2 separate regions of the Mus musculus genome follow, and region 2 is linked to region 1. Evidence: chromatin contacts called from public HiChIP or PLAC-seq data. All regions are on one chromosome and are shown on one strand. Each heading gives the region's core, a stretch centred on a gene start, on an enhancer-like site or on the middle of the called end of the contact. The rest is flanking DNA. Distances are from core to core; before and after follow the strand shown.

Region 1 (6,178 bases), core at 1,852-4,351:
ACTGGGTAACAGGCTGGACAGACACAGTCCATTGGGCGGCGGCAGCAGCAGCTATCTACTGCAGAGGTCCTGCAAGTCTCCCAGTTTTCAGGAAGAAACCCAAGCTCTCCAGTAAGGCTGCCAGACCTGCTACCTCCTCCACCTTACTGCCCTTATATGACACTAAATGTAGCCCATGAGTCATGGCAGCTGTATGTGCCATGAACAGTCTCACCTTACCCTTCTTCTCTCTGGCCTCCCTGTCGTCTCACCGTCCTCATTGAAGTGTCTTGTCACTTACAACAGATACTCGAAGCGGGGCAGTGGTGGTGCACACCTTTAATCCCAGCACTCGGGAGGCAGAGGCAGGTGGATTTCTGAATTTGAGGCCAGCCTGGTCTACAGAGTGAGTTCCAGGACAGCCAGGGATACACAGAGAAACCCTGTCTCGAAAAAAAAAAAAACCTAAAAAACAGATACTCCCAGCCATTTACCAGGGCTAGGTGGCCTTCTCTACCACCCAGAACACCAGAGCATACCTCTGCACCCTCCCACTGGGCTGTGACTATTGGTTTGTTTACCATCACCCCAGCCCAGGCTGTGGGCTCCCAGAGAGCAAGTCTGACTCTGCTAGCTGAGCCTAGCCTGTGCCTGCCAAAAAGCCAAGAGAAAATAGGCCATGCATCTACGAGGCACGGAGGCCAGTGTCAGGGCAGGGGATAGACAGCTGGGTATGGAGGCACAAGTGTTATTCTTCACGGGTGAATCGTGCCCTCTGCCAGGCTGGGACTGAAATGGACTGAGATGAGAACAGAGCCAGACAGACTAGGAAGTGTCTACTAGCTCAGGGCAACAGACACAAAAACTCTGCTGGTATTGGGCAGGTTAACCAGAAAAAAAAAAAATCCCCTGGCATACTGTGCAGTGGCACATGCCTATAATCCCAGCATCAGGAAGTAGAGTCAGGAAGGCAGTCTGAGCCCAGCCTGGGTTACATCGTGAGAGCTGCCCCACAATCCCCTACTCCTTCCCCCACCAAAGGAAAAGACACAAAAAGAAATGCCTCAGTACTAGTGAGGCTGAGACAAGAGGATCACTGTGGGTCAAAGCTAGCTGGGCTACTCTAAAAGAAACAAAGGCCCATGTCAGAAATGCATGAGGCAGGACATGGTCTACACTGGGTTGTTTAAATAGCAGAAAGACATCCCAATCATGGAACCAAACCCATTTCTGTATAGAACCCCACAATGAGGAAGGGACAGACTAACCTGTGTAAGAGATGCAAGACCTCTCAGAATCCACATGCGAGCTCTACATTCTTACATTATCTCTAAGTGACTTTTGCTTACAGCTTTTTAAAAATTTTTCTTTATTATTATTATATCTAAGTACACTGTAGCTGTCTTCAGATGCACCAGAAGAGGGAGTCAGATCTCATTATTGTTGCTTGGTTGTGAGCCACCATGTAATTGCTGGGATTTGAACTCAGGACCTTTGCAAGAGCAGTCGGTGCTCTTAACCACTGAGCCATCTCTCCAGCCCTGCTTACAGCTTTATAGTTTACAAAACAGCTGCAAATACATAATTCTAACTGATCTTCCCTGACACACATAGGAGCATGCATATTTCCTAGAAAAAATTAGTGAGACTCCTAAAGTCACTAACTCAAACGTTGAGGCAGGAATACATGTTTTCTCATGCTAAATCTGCATAAGCTTGTTGTTTCTGTAACTGTCTCCACACACCTGAGATAGCCAGCCTCCCTACAGATCTGCTCTCTATACTCAAGAAAGCAAGAGGAACTCACAGCCCAGGAACAAGGGTTTCAAACCACGGGCAGTCACCCAAATATCAGACAGGAGAGCAGGACCAACATGGGGTTGTGCAAACCAGGGTTCAGGCCTTAGCTTCCATCTTTCTCTTGCTCTGTTAACCCAGTCAATCCTTTGTGGGCCTCAGTTTCCTCATTTTGAAAAGGGGAGTGGTAACATTTCCTTCATAGGATGTCCAAAAGATCAGCTTGTTATCCTGGGGCTAGCAGAAGAAAGACAAATGCCCCTGTTGTGTGTATAGGTGACCTGGTAGATAATCTCTCCAGACACGTGAATTTTCAGCTTGTACCTGAAGGGCTAATTACTAGGATCCATTTTTAGGGCTTTTTCCTCCTCCCCCTAAATGCAGGGTCTTATTCAGAATGCAGACCATGCTGACCTTGAATGTGTGAGTCTCCTGTGCCTCTGCCTTTCAAGTGCTAGGATTACAGTGATTCAATACCATGCCCTGCCTGGGTTCTTTTTAATTTTTCTTTTTTAATTTATTTACTTATTTTATGTATATGAGTACGCTGTAACTGTTTTCAGACACACCAGAAGAGGGCATCAGATCCCATTGCAGATGGTTGTGAGCTATCATGTGGTTGCTGGTATTTGAACTCAGGACCTCTGGAAGAGCAGTCAGGGCTCTTAACCACTGAGCCATCTCTCCAGCCCCCTCTTTTTAATAACTTTCTCATTCGTCTATTTTTGTTTGTTAGAATGCTGGCGATAGAACCCAGGGCCTTAAGCATAGAGACAAGCGCCCTATCAAGAAACTATACCTGCAGAGCCAATGTCTGTTTCAGGACAGAGAAACCAGAACTTGGAGCTGGCAGCTCTCTTCTCCTGACTGGACTGAGACAGACATCAGGGCTATCCCTTTAAACCTGAATGGCATGACAGGTGTGGCTGAAAGGGGAGTGAGTCCTCCCCTGCTCTCAAAGGAACGACCGACCGACCGGAAGCCCTTGCTTTGTGCTCCGGATGGAGGCTGGGGGGCTGGGGAGATGGATTAGTAATCCTTTGACTCCAGCCAGGATTCCCTGGTGACAAAGACTCATGCCTGTGCTGTCATCTTCACTATTCCCCAACAGTGCCGCTTCTGCTCACTCTGTAAATGCAAGAGGATACACACAGCTCCAGTTTGTTAGGAAAATATACCACTGCCTCATTCTCCCCACGCTGGCTGCACTGTACTGCCTGGGGGTTACTAGTGAGGGCTACACAGAGCGAGCCTCACCCACTGAGGCGGCTCTGCTCTGGGCCTGTGGGAGAATACCTGCGGCAGCCAGAAAGGAAGTGACTCAGCCAGGGGGAAGTGGGAGGGGTGCTGGCAAAGGGCCTACACAGCTCCCCCAAAGTACATCCACTGCCATTAGGCAGCCTGTCCCCAGCAGCACTTGGTCATGCTGAGCACTGCAGCTGGACGCAGAAGGGACCTAAAAGCCCACTCTGCAGCCTGGGGATCCAGCTCTTGTCTCCTCCAGGAGGCAGGCTTTACAAATTAGCCCCATATGAGGAGATTGTGTAATCACCACTTACAGCCTTCAGGAGTTCCCCCATGGGCTCCACTAGAAGACTGAAGTGCTGGTCGGGGTAGGCTCGGAGCAGTTTTAGAAAAAAGCCAGAGCATCACCAGTCCCTGGGAGTGCTCAAGTGGGCTGGCTGCTCCTGAGGGCATTTCCCCAGCAGTCACTCTTAGAAGCCACCAGAATGGGATCTAGGGTATTGTCGACAGTCCTGTCACCAGCTGACCCCCTCCTCCCTGCCTCCGGAAGCAGCTGACGTGACAACAATAATCTGTCAGGCCGTGTGGGTGTCAGAGGAGGGGACAATCTTAATAGCTCTTTCTCGAGCTGTGCTGGCCTGGTATCTCCCATCCAGAAAAGCAGCCAAGCACACTGGCTTGGTTGACATTTGTGATGGGTCTTGGATCTGCAAGGGGCCTTGTGAAGAAGGGATATTGGCGCAAGTTACTGACAGCTCTCCCTTGTCATACCAGTCCGCTCTAGCTCACTGGCTAGAAAAGAAACTCACAGCAAGGAAGATCCTAGCATGTGACTCAGGGGCCCTTCAGCTCAAAATATCAGTTACTGCTCTGTGGGGTTGACTCAGCCCAATGACACGGCTGCCACAGGGTCCCATATGGAGTTCAAGTACTGTCACCCAAAATAGCTGAAATCAGGCAAAGAGAAAGCAACAAGAGATCAAAGAAGGGCTGGCTGTGCCTAAGAGCCACCTTTCTGTCTACTTTGTGACCTGGACACCTGTTTCTGGGCTCATAGCTTCCTCACCTGGAGATGGGGGTGGTGGTGGCACTGCCCCCAAGTATGGTGCACCCCGAGGGACTGTCCTCAGAACCAACATGCATGAGAGGAACCAGGCCAGTGTCTAGCCCAGGTTTTCAGAGTGGCACGGGAAAGCTCAAGCTGAGCACACAGACATGCAACTTTCCCTTACATTGTCTGCAACGGCTTTAAAAAGAAGCACTGCGTCATCCTACACGCAAGGCCATTTGGATCAGAGCCATACAAAGTTAAATTTCACAACTTTGGGCTTAAGATGTAGCTCAGCTGGGAGAGCACTTGCCTACCTCCCAACACCACAGAAACTGGGCATCGAGGCATATTCCTGTAATCCCGGTACTTAGAGGCTGAGGTAGGAGATTCACAAGTTCTAGGTCAACTTCATTGATTTCCAGACTGGTTTGGACTTGATGAGACCCTATCAAAAACACCACCACCACCACCAAGCCTGCATATCTTTAGTTCCAGCACTTGGAAGGCAGTGGCAGGCAGATCTCTGAGTTCAAGGCTAGCCAGGTCTACAGAGAAAGTTCCAGGACAGCCAGGGCTACACAAAGAAATCCCATCTTGAGAAAAACAAGCACCCTGCAATACTGCATGTGCATATGAACCTATTTTGGTTAAAGAAATTAACACCCTTCAATGTGCACAGGGAGTTTTGAGAAGAATCCAGAGAGAGGGAGGGCTCTTGTATTTCTTATTCATATTCTTTTGCATTCTTTGGTTATTCCCTATAGTTATTATAATGATAATTTTGCTTCTTGAGAAGGTGTACTCTGGTGGCAGGTGGAAGCTTACTGCCCCAGTCTTATGGCGCTGTCTGCTAAGGCAAGGGGGTCCCAGGAGCTAAGGAAGGAAGGGTCAAGGTCAATAGTCCTGGGAAGTACAATCTCCCTCAGACAGCTTGCAAACAAGTCTATAAAGAGCTTCCTGTTTGCCACCTGGTATCCATTGGACTGAAGGCAGGCATGAGCTGTCACTTTAGGGATATTCACAGATCACTAATGAGACAGCACTGGAACCTGACTATGACAGGCACTAAGCGACACTTGGTATCACAGTAACCTATTTCAGCCTCAGTGCAGGAACAGTTATCCTCCTTTAACAGCAGAGGACACTGGGGTCAGAATGATTTTGTTCAAGGTCATCTGGCCAGCATGTGACAGAACTGGCTTCTGAAGCCAGGTCTGACTGTGGCTAACATGGTTTAAAATGTTTCTATGTACTCCCCACGGGGAGAAGAGAAGACCTTGCCTCCAGGCAGTGGCAGTTCTATTCCTCAGCCAAGGGAAGGATTGCTTCTGCCTCATCAAGGTCCCTTCCAGCCCTATAGCTCTTGACTCCAAGATTCTGGGGACTGGGCTCCCTGGGGCCAGCGCCTGGCCCGGATGGAGGAAGGGGTAGCATGGGCTCCAGAGTCACAGAGAGCCGGATGTGGAAAGTCCCAGTCCCATCATCACTGGCTGTTTAACAGAGCAGGCTCCTTAATCCCTCTGATCCCCGACAAGCTGTCCTGTAAAGCAGAGTAAGCCCTACCCCACAGAGGGCCATCCAGTGCAGTGTCCATGGTAATCAACAGGGAACCTCTGCTGGTTTGAAACCTTTTGTTGTTCTTAATTTCCTTCCTATTTTTTCCAGGAGAAAACACGCCCCTTGCCCATGATGCACCCGTAGCCTGGGATGCTGCCAGCACCAAACTTACTGCAAAAGTAGCAGGGCTTTTCTGGCCAGACCTGGAAAGTGCCAGCCATGGGGTCCAAAGTCCCAGGGTATGTTGGTCCAAGTCACTCAAAGGTCGGAAATCCTCTCCCTAAAAGCACTGCTATCCCTCTAACACACCTCATCAGACCAATACCAACTGTGCCCAGTCGTACAGGCAGATAACTAGCAGGTCAATCCTGTTCTCTCCAGTCCCCACTCCTGTGACAGCCCACTCCCTTCATTCTGGACCCTTGGGCAGCAAACGCCCTCCTGTAGGGTAGGTGGCAGTCCGCATGCATATTTAGAGGGGGCACTGTTTCCTGACAGTGGGGTTTTCTTGAAAACATCAGACCAATATAGAGCTAAGCCCCTAGAGTC
Region 2 (6,178 bases), core at 1,875-4,374, 37 kb before region 1:
CCACTAACCTCTCCCAAGAGCAAGAATGACCGCATGGATGTGTTGGAATCCTTAAAGGAAGAGGTGGGGTTGCTAAGAAGCCGGCTGGAGCTTCTGGAGTTGAAGCTGGAGTAAGTGGGCAGTAACTAATGTGGAGTGGGGCGGGAAGGGAGGGAAGGGTCCGGCGTTTCACCCTGAACCCCCTGTACACAGACAGAAGATGGGGGATGTCTGGGAGGAGCTGAAGACTGAGACGCTCCTGTCGCCGGAGGTGGGTGGAACAGGACGGACGCAGGAGGGAGGAGGGAAGTAGCTGGAGGCCCTGGTCCATGATGACGCTCTCCCACCTAGGTTCAGATGATGCAGAGGAACCGGAAATCCTTCAAACACGCAGAGACACAGACGGAAACACAGACAGAATGAGAGCAGGTTCAGGCCGAACCTCAACCCAACCTGGAGGGACATCTATCCTGCTTGGGCCACCCCGGTCCTTGCACACAACTTTGACAAACTCCATGGAAGTAAAAAAAAAACTCTGAACACTCAGGCCAGTCTGGTCCTTGTGGGGCGGGGCCAGCCAGCACACTGCCTTCTGCATTCCTGGCAGTCTCTCTTGGGCACATCTGGCCAACATGTGGCTCCCATTACCATTCTCAAGGCCTGTGCAAGGCTATTTTTATCCACCGGATGGTTGGGGGTGGGGGTAGTCTCCTTCGGAGACCAGCCCTATGCTAGAGGCAGGGTGGAGGGGCCTGGACTCTGGGCTGGATTCAGGGAGCCAGCTGTGTGCTAAAGGGGTGGAGCCAGCCGTCTCTGGGCCCAGCTCCTCCCAATTAGCCTCTGCGCAAAGGGACTCCTGTGCCCAGTCACTTGGAATGATTTTTGGCCTAGAAGTATCTGCTCAGTCACTAAGTCTAATAGAATTTGCATCAAAGTTGGAGCCTTAGGCCTCCCTGTGATTGCAATGACGGCATCCTATGGCAGGTCATAGGTGCTGGGGACTAGGTGACATTTGTCCAAACACCGGCTAGTTCCGGCCACCGGCTACCGTATTTGTGAGGAATGCTCATAGTATCCGCCCTGTGTGCAAGAGGCGTGTCTGGGTCTGTTCCTTTGATCTGTGAAGTGATCACAAGCATGCACTGGTTGGACCCCCAGAGGGGGTGCAACCCGCAAAAGGAATAAGTTACTCCCACAGCTCTGGAACTCCCCTGCAGCAGGGCTGGAGCCTGGAGGCCTGCTGAAAGCAGTAGTAACCAGTGAGAGACTGAGTCGCCAAGACTACCTTTCATTGGTCATTATTATCGGGAGAAGGTGGGAGCTGGCATTCTTTTCCCACCCACACCTGCCCTATGAAGAGTGCTTAGCAGGCGGCGATGTGACGCCCAATAGCACCAAAGAGATTTGGGGGCAGAGGCAGTTTTTTGAAGGCCCTGAGGCAGTCCCATATCCAGTACTCTGGCCCCACGCTGAGGGGCCGGGTGTCAGTAATAGTGCATTCGTCCCAGCGTGGCCGTGGCTCCGGGCCCGAGCGTGCCACTGCCCAGCAGGTCTGGCTGCCCAGTGCGCCAGATCTCCCGCAGGATTCGTTCACGCTCCTCCAGCCGCTGTGCCCGCTCTAGCTCCTCTGCTGACGTGAAGACATTGACACTAAGGGGCCCGTCGGGCTCTGTGGACAGCTCCTGGCCCTGCAGCGTGTCATCGGGACCCAGCCTCGTCATGGTGTCCTCATCTTCCTCATCGTCCTCGTCTTCCGGCTCTAGGGTGCTGCTCCGGGGGTCCCGGCGCGGAGCAGGGGTCCGGGGTCGCGAGCGAGGCGCGCAGGAGATGCTGATGACCAGCAGGCATAGGGTCAGCAGCAGGCCGAAGCAGACGCCAAGCACGAAGTAGAGGCCGAAGCTCTCGGGGTTAGCTAGGGAGCAGGGAGCGGAGGTCACAGGGGGCCCTGACAGGCTGGAGTCGTCCCATCTGGGAGAGATCCAGGGTCTAGCTAGGCTTGGGGCAAGGAACGGAAGGGCTGCAAGGACAGGGTGAGCAGCTAGGAGTGGAGGGCTGCCTGGGTTATGATGGACGGGCTCCGTGCCCCCAGGCCTGGCCCTCACCTCTGATGTGCGCATAGGCTGCCAGGCTGTTGCTGAGTAGCTCCATGTCCCTTCTTGGGGCATCCATGCTGCTGGGATGCAGCTCGCCTGTCAGCCTGCGAGGTCACCCAGGTCAGGTCTTCCAGAGCCCAAGGCGCTCGCTCCTCGCGTAGCTCCTCCACCCTGGGGTGGTGGTGGGGCGAGGGAGCGGTTCGCCTCACTGGATCGCAGATCTGGACTCTGCTAGTCCTTGTTCCCCCGCAGACGCCTCTCCATCCCCGGGAGCGGCGGAGAGGGCGCACACGCTCCGCCCCCTCGTGGGGTCCCCAGGCGAGGCCCAGCGCACGGAAGGGCGAGGCGGTGCCTCGGGCTCCCCTTCCACCTCCCTCCTGCACCCCTCCACCCGCGGGGCCTCGGCCGGCCCGGCTCGCTCACCCGTCAGCGTCCCGCAGCCTCGCCCCGGCAGTGGCGTCTCCCCGGTGGCCGCATACACCCAGGCCGGGCCGCCCCGTCCGCCTTACCAGGTTCGCACGGCGGTGCGGCCGGACACCGCGACGGACCAGCCGGCGGAAAGTTTCCTCCGAGGAAAGAGGAGGGACGGGGCGGGGCGGGGAGGAGAGGCGGGGAGGAAGAGCGCCTGGAGGAAGGGGAGAGGGGGCGGCCCCTGCTCCCCTACAGGAAGCCGCTGGGGAGGGCGCTCACAGGGTCCGCCCCCGCCAGTACTAACAACAACATTAGTTACTAAACATCCCTAAGGCCTGGAGCCCCTGGCGGCAGGTTACCTCCCCTCCCGCTTCCCGTAGACATCCCTTCATTTAAGCCAGCCAACCCTGGAATGTGGCTACCATTAAATCTCCAATTTGCAAATGAAGTAAACTGAGTCAAAGATCTTGAAGACCTTTGCCACACGGTCAGGATTTGAACCCACAACGCTCTTACTCTAGCGCGCAGGCTCCAAACTACTTTCCTGTGCCTGGCTCCTCCTGGGATGAGGCGGGTCCAAACCCCTTCATCCTTCCAGACCTTCCTAGACCTAGTAGAGGCAGCCGGCACCCCCGCGTCCTTATTGGTTTTCCTCGGAGAAGGGATCTCTCAGCCCCTCCTCCCAGTGCCCTGGCTGAGTGTGTCCAGCTGCTGTGGTCACCCAAGGTTAATGATTGTCGGACTCGGCGGTGAGCCAGGTCCCAGCATATTGCAGACCCCAGCGGGGGCCTCGGCGCTAGGGAACAGCCTCGCTTGCTTTGCTAGCCGGACCTGCCCAGAGTCACACGTGTGCTTCCACCTGGGCTCAAGGCTGGGACCGAAGTGCGCTGGGGGGGATCTGCAGCTGGCCTCTTCTTTCTGCTTACTCTCCTGGCCAACCCCCTTCCCCTCCCTACGCTGGAGCTGGGGTGAGGGGGAGGCCTTCTTGGCGGGAATCTTGGGAAGGAGGAGGGAAAGAATGGCCAGAGGAAATTGCAGGCATAGCTGTAGGCGCTGCCTGAAGCCTGGAGGCCATTAACCCCTTCCCTGTTCAAGCTGCAGACCCCGACTCCTCCAAGCCCGCCTGGGTTCAAGTAGGGGTCAAGAGGAGATGGAGAAAGGACCAAGCTGGCTCAGACCTGGGTATTTTTGTGTTTAGTCTGCTTTGTAAGCATGCGTTGGCCCATGCGTACTTACCTATTTGCATATAATGCTGCCTCAGCATTTTAGTGTGGCATAAGTTCCAGGACAGCCAGGGCTATACAGAGAAACCCTGTCTCGAAAACCCAAAAAAAAAAAAAAAAAAAAAAAAAAAGGAATTGCAGAGGTCAGAGGTTACAAGCCCTCAGGAGGCAGGCATCTTCAAAGGGGCTGTGAGGTGTCATGAAGGTAGTGGAATGCATTAATGTGATGGAGAACATCTTGAGTAACTCTCACAGAGACGCCCCAGGTAAGAGCTCAGTCCTGAGGAGAGGGCAGCCATGCCAGGATCTCGGGGAGCCTGTCTAAGGCAGGATCAAAGGGTAGGATGGGAGCATGAGTGGAGTTTCTGGCATGCAGAGACGGAGCTAGCATGAGAGGTTCGAGGGGAAAGTAACTGATCGGAGACCACACAGGATTTGCAGATCACTCAGGAGCTTGGATTTCATTGGAAGTGAAGTGATAACCCCTGGAGGCTTAAGTTAGAGAGTGTCAGTCCCCACGCCACACATTGGAAAGACTCCTGAAGCTGCTCAAGATAGGCTTGGCCACAGCAGGGCAAGAGTGGAAGCAGAGGGCAGGGCGTGGTGGCGCACGCCTTTGAATCCCAGAACTTGGGAGGCAGAGGCAGGCGGATTTCTGAGTTGGAGGCCAGCCTGGTCTACAAAAAAATCTCAGAAAATTCACCATGTACCATGTAGACCCAAATCCCTTCCTGTCTCCAAAAAACAAAACAAAAAAACAAAACGAACAAACAGTAGAAGCAGAGAGAACAGTGTTGCAAATATTCAGGAAAGGAGTGGTCTGGGTGGTGGTGATGGTGGTGAAGAAGGAGGAGGAGGAGTTGGTAGTCTGAAGGGAGTTGCTGTGTGGACATAGTTTTGAGTGAAGATAGTTTTCGAGGCAGGCAAGACAAGATGAGATTAGCATCCTGGAAATAGGTGGGTCACCCAGTTCCAGAGAACAGGGAGAAGGGAGTCTGTCTAAAGCCTCAGCCCCTGAACCCATACATTAAGGGGTCTCCTCTACAGCAGACCAGCAAGATGAGAGGAAAACCAGGCAGGAGCAAGGATGGGACCCTCTGGGTTCTAGCAGGCAACATTTCAACATCATCAGTGATGCCTGTGGGTGAACATGGCCAGCCCTGTCCCTCCAAGGCATGTGTGGCTTAAACACATACAGAATAACTAGTACTGGGAATGTGTTGACAAACATGGCCTGCCAGCCACTTACATATTAGTGTGTGCTGCGGTTTAGCTTGTACAACTGTATGTAGTGAGGAGACTGGACCTGACTTTGTGTGGCACATACCTGTTCTCTGTGACATCCGCATGGCTATCCTGTGGGGTTTGACATGGGCTTCCACGACGCAGTCTGCATCGCCGAGCTAACATCTCTGTGTCCACCTCTGGATCAGATGTGATCCGTCCTCGGGAAGACAGGCTGAGACAAGGGGAGTATTGAGAGTACTGGACTCTGCAGACAGGTGCGTCCTAATAGAGTGTTACCTTCTTCAGCAGGCTGCTCGTAGCTAAGCATGAGAAGTGACTCCGTGGCCCTGATGACTCAGAAGCAGAGTTCTGGAGAAGGTACCTAAAGCCTTCTTCGGCTGAGATGGCTGTCCACAGTGGCCAGCTTCCTGCACCTGCCAGACGTAGTTCTGTCCAGCCTCTTGTTTCTTGCTGGTGGCTGGACTCTCATCCACTGTCTGCATCCTGCATCCACCTGCAGATCTCTGCTTGTTCTACCAGGGCTCCTCTGCTTGCCTGGCCACTTGTCCTTTGGCTGGCCCATCTCTGTCCTCCTATGTGTGAGATCAGGAATTGGTCATCTTGGAAAGGCCCAGGGAGGAAACAGGAAAGGCAGGTCTTGGCAGGTCACAGCGGGAGGGGGGTGGGTGGGATGGGGGCGGGGGGGGGGTGTTGAGAGATCCAGACTGGAAGAGGCCTCGGGGCCCTGGCTTAGCCAGAAGGGAAAAGGGGACTCACTCAGGGCCTCCTATGGCTTGTCAAGTCTCTCAGTGTCCCCATGACCCCAGCACTAGTACACTGGCTAAGAAGGGGGTCCCGGGTAAAATTTGCTCGGGTAAGTGTAATTATAACAAATATGAACTGCCTTCTGTTCCAGGCATTCCCTGTGTAGTTTGTAATGTGGCTCCCATTTGACAGAGGAGAATGAGGCTTAGCATTTTGCCTTTAGGCTCACAGAGGTACAAGTAGTAGAGCCCGGATTTGAACTTCTGTAGAGTCAGAGTCCCATAGAGGAGTTTGTTATGAAAAAAAAAAAAAAACACTCAGCTGCCTTTCTTGGTGTGTCCCACTGTGCTTGCTATTCATGCTCTGGAAATGAAACTTAGCCAGTACCAACTTTCACATCTAAGTAAAATGTGTCATTTTGTCCTGTGATATAGAAATGGCATGTATCTGTGGTTTACTGCTAGGAAGGTGAGAGTCGTG

Evidence for each region. HiChIP or PLAC-seq counts read pairs in DNA pulled down with a chosen protein or histone mark.
Region 2: a contact with region 1 is called in an H3K27ac HiChIP or PLAC-seq map of heart atrium, with 21 read pairs. The contact joins the promoter of Eva1b here to the enhancer-like site in region 1. A contact is called at or near these places in 16 of 39 promoter capture datasets (the 3T3-L1 cell line, the C10 cell line, the HPC-7 cell line and 9 more), 2 of 15 datasets of contacts at CTCF or cohesin (CD8 T cells and the G1E-ER4 cell line), 35 of 484 Hi-C or Micro-C datasets (the AML12 cell line, the BV-2 cell line, CD4 T cells and 20 more), 21 of 115 datasets of contacts at active chromatin or transcription factors (CD8 T cells, the HPC-7 cell line, the SCID.adh cell line and 11 more) and 3 of 9 other capture datasets (adipose tissue, liver and pancreatic islet).

The regions. Positions count from the first base shown.
Region 1 is chr4:126,107,919-126,114,096 of GRCm38.p6, reverse strand. The region is part of intron 1 of Stk40 (serine/threonine kinase 40); the gene reads right to left. Among named protein-coding and RNA genes, the nearest start is that of Stk40, 7.1 kb to the right of the region's middle. Within about 2 kb of position 3,101, at least 370 of the 459 cell types and tissues checked have an H3K27ac peak or open chromatin away from gene starts, as enhancers often do. A contact at or near this core is called in the AML12 cell line, the BV-2 cell line, CD8 T cells and 25 more, where this site is marked.
Region 2 is chr4:126,144,949-126,151,126 of GRCm38.p6, reverse strand. It overlaps Eva1b (eva-1 homolog B (C. elegans)), which reads right to left and starts at 3,124. Exons shown (of 3, transcript NM_172145.3): 1 at 2,496-3,124; 2 at 2,082-2,176; 3 at 1,253-1,891. The coding sequence starts at 2,148. The coding sequence ends at 1,464. Sh3d21 (SH3 domain containing 21) reads left to right here. Exons shown (of 16, transcript NM_001162533.1): 14 at 1-110; 15 at 193-250; 16 at 331-525. The coding sequence ends at 402.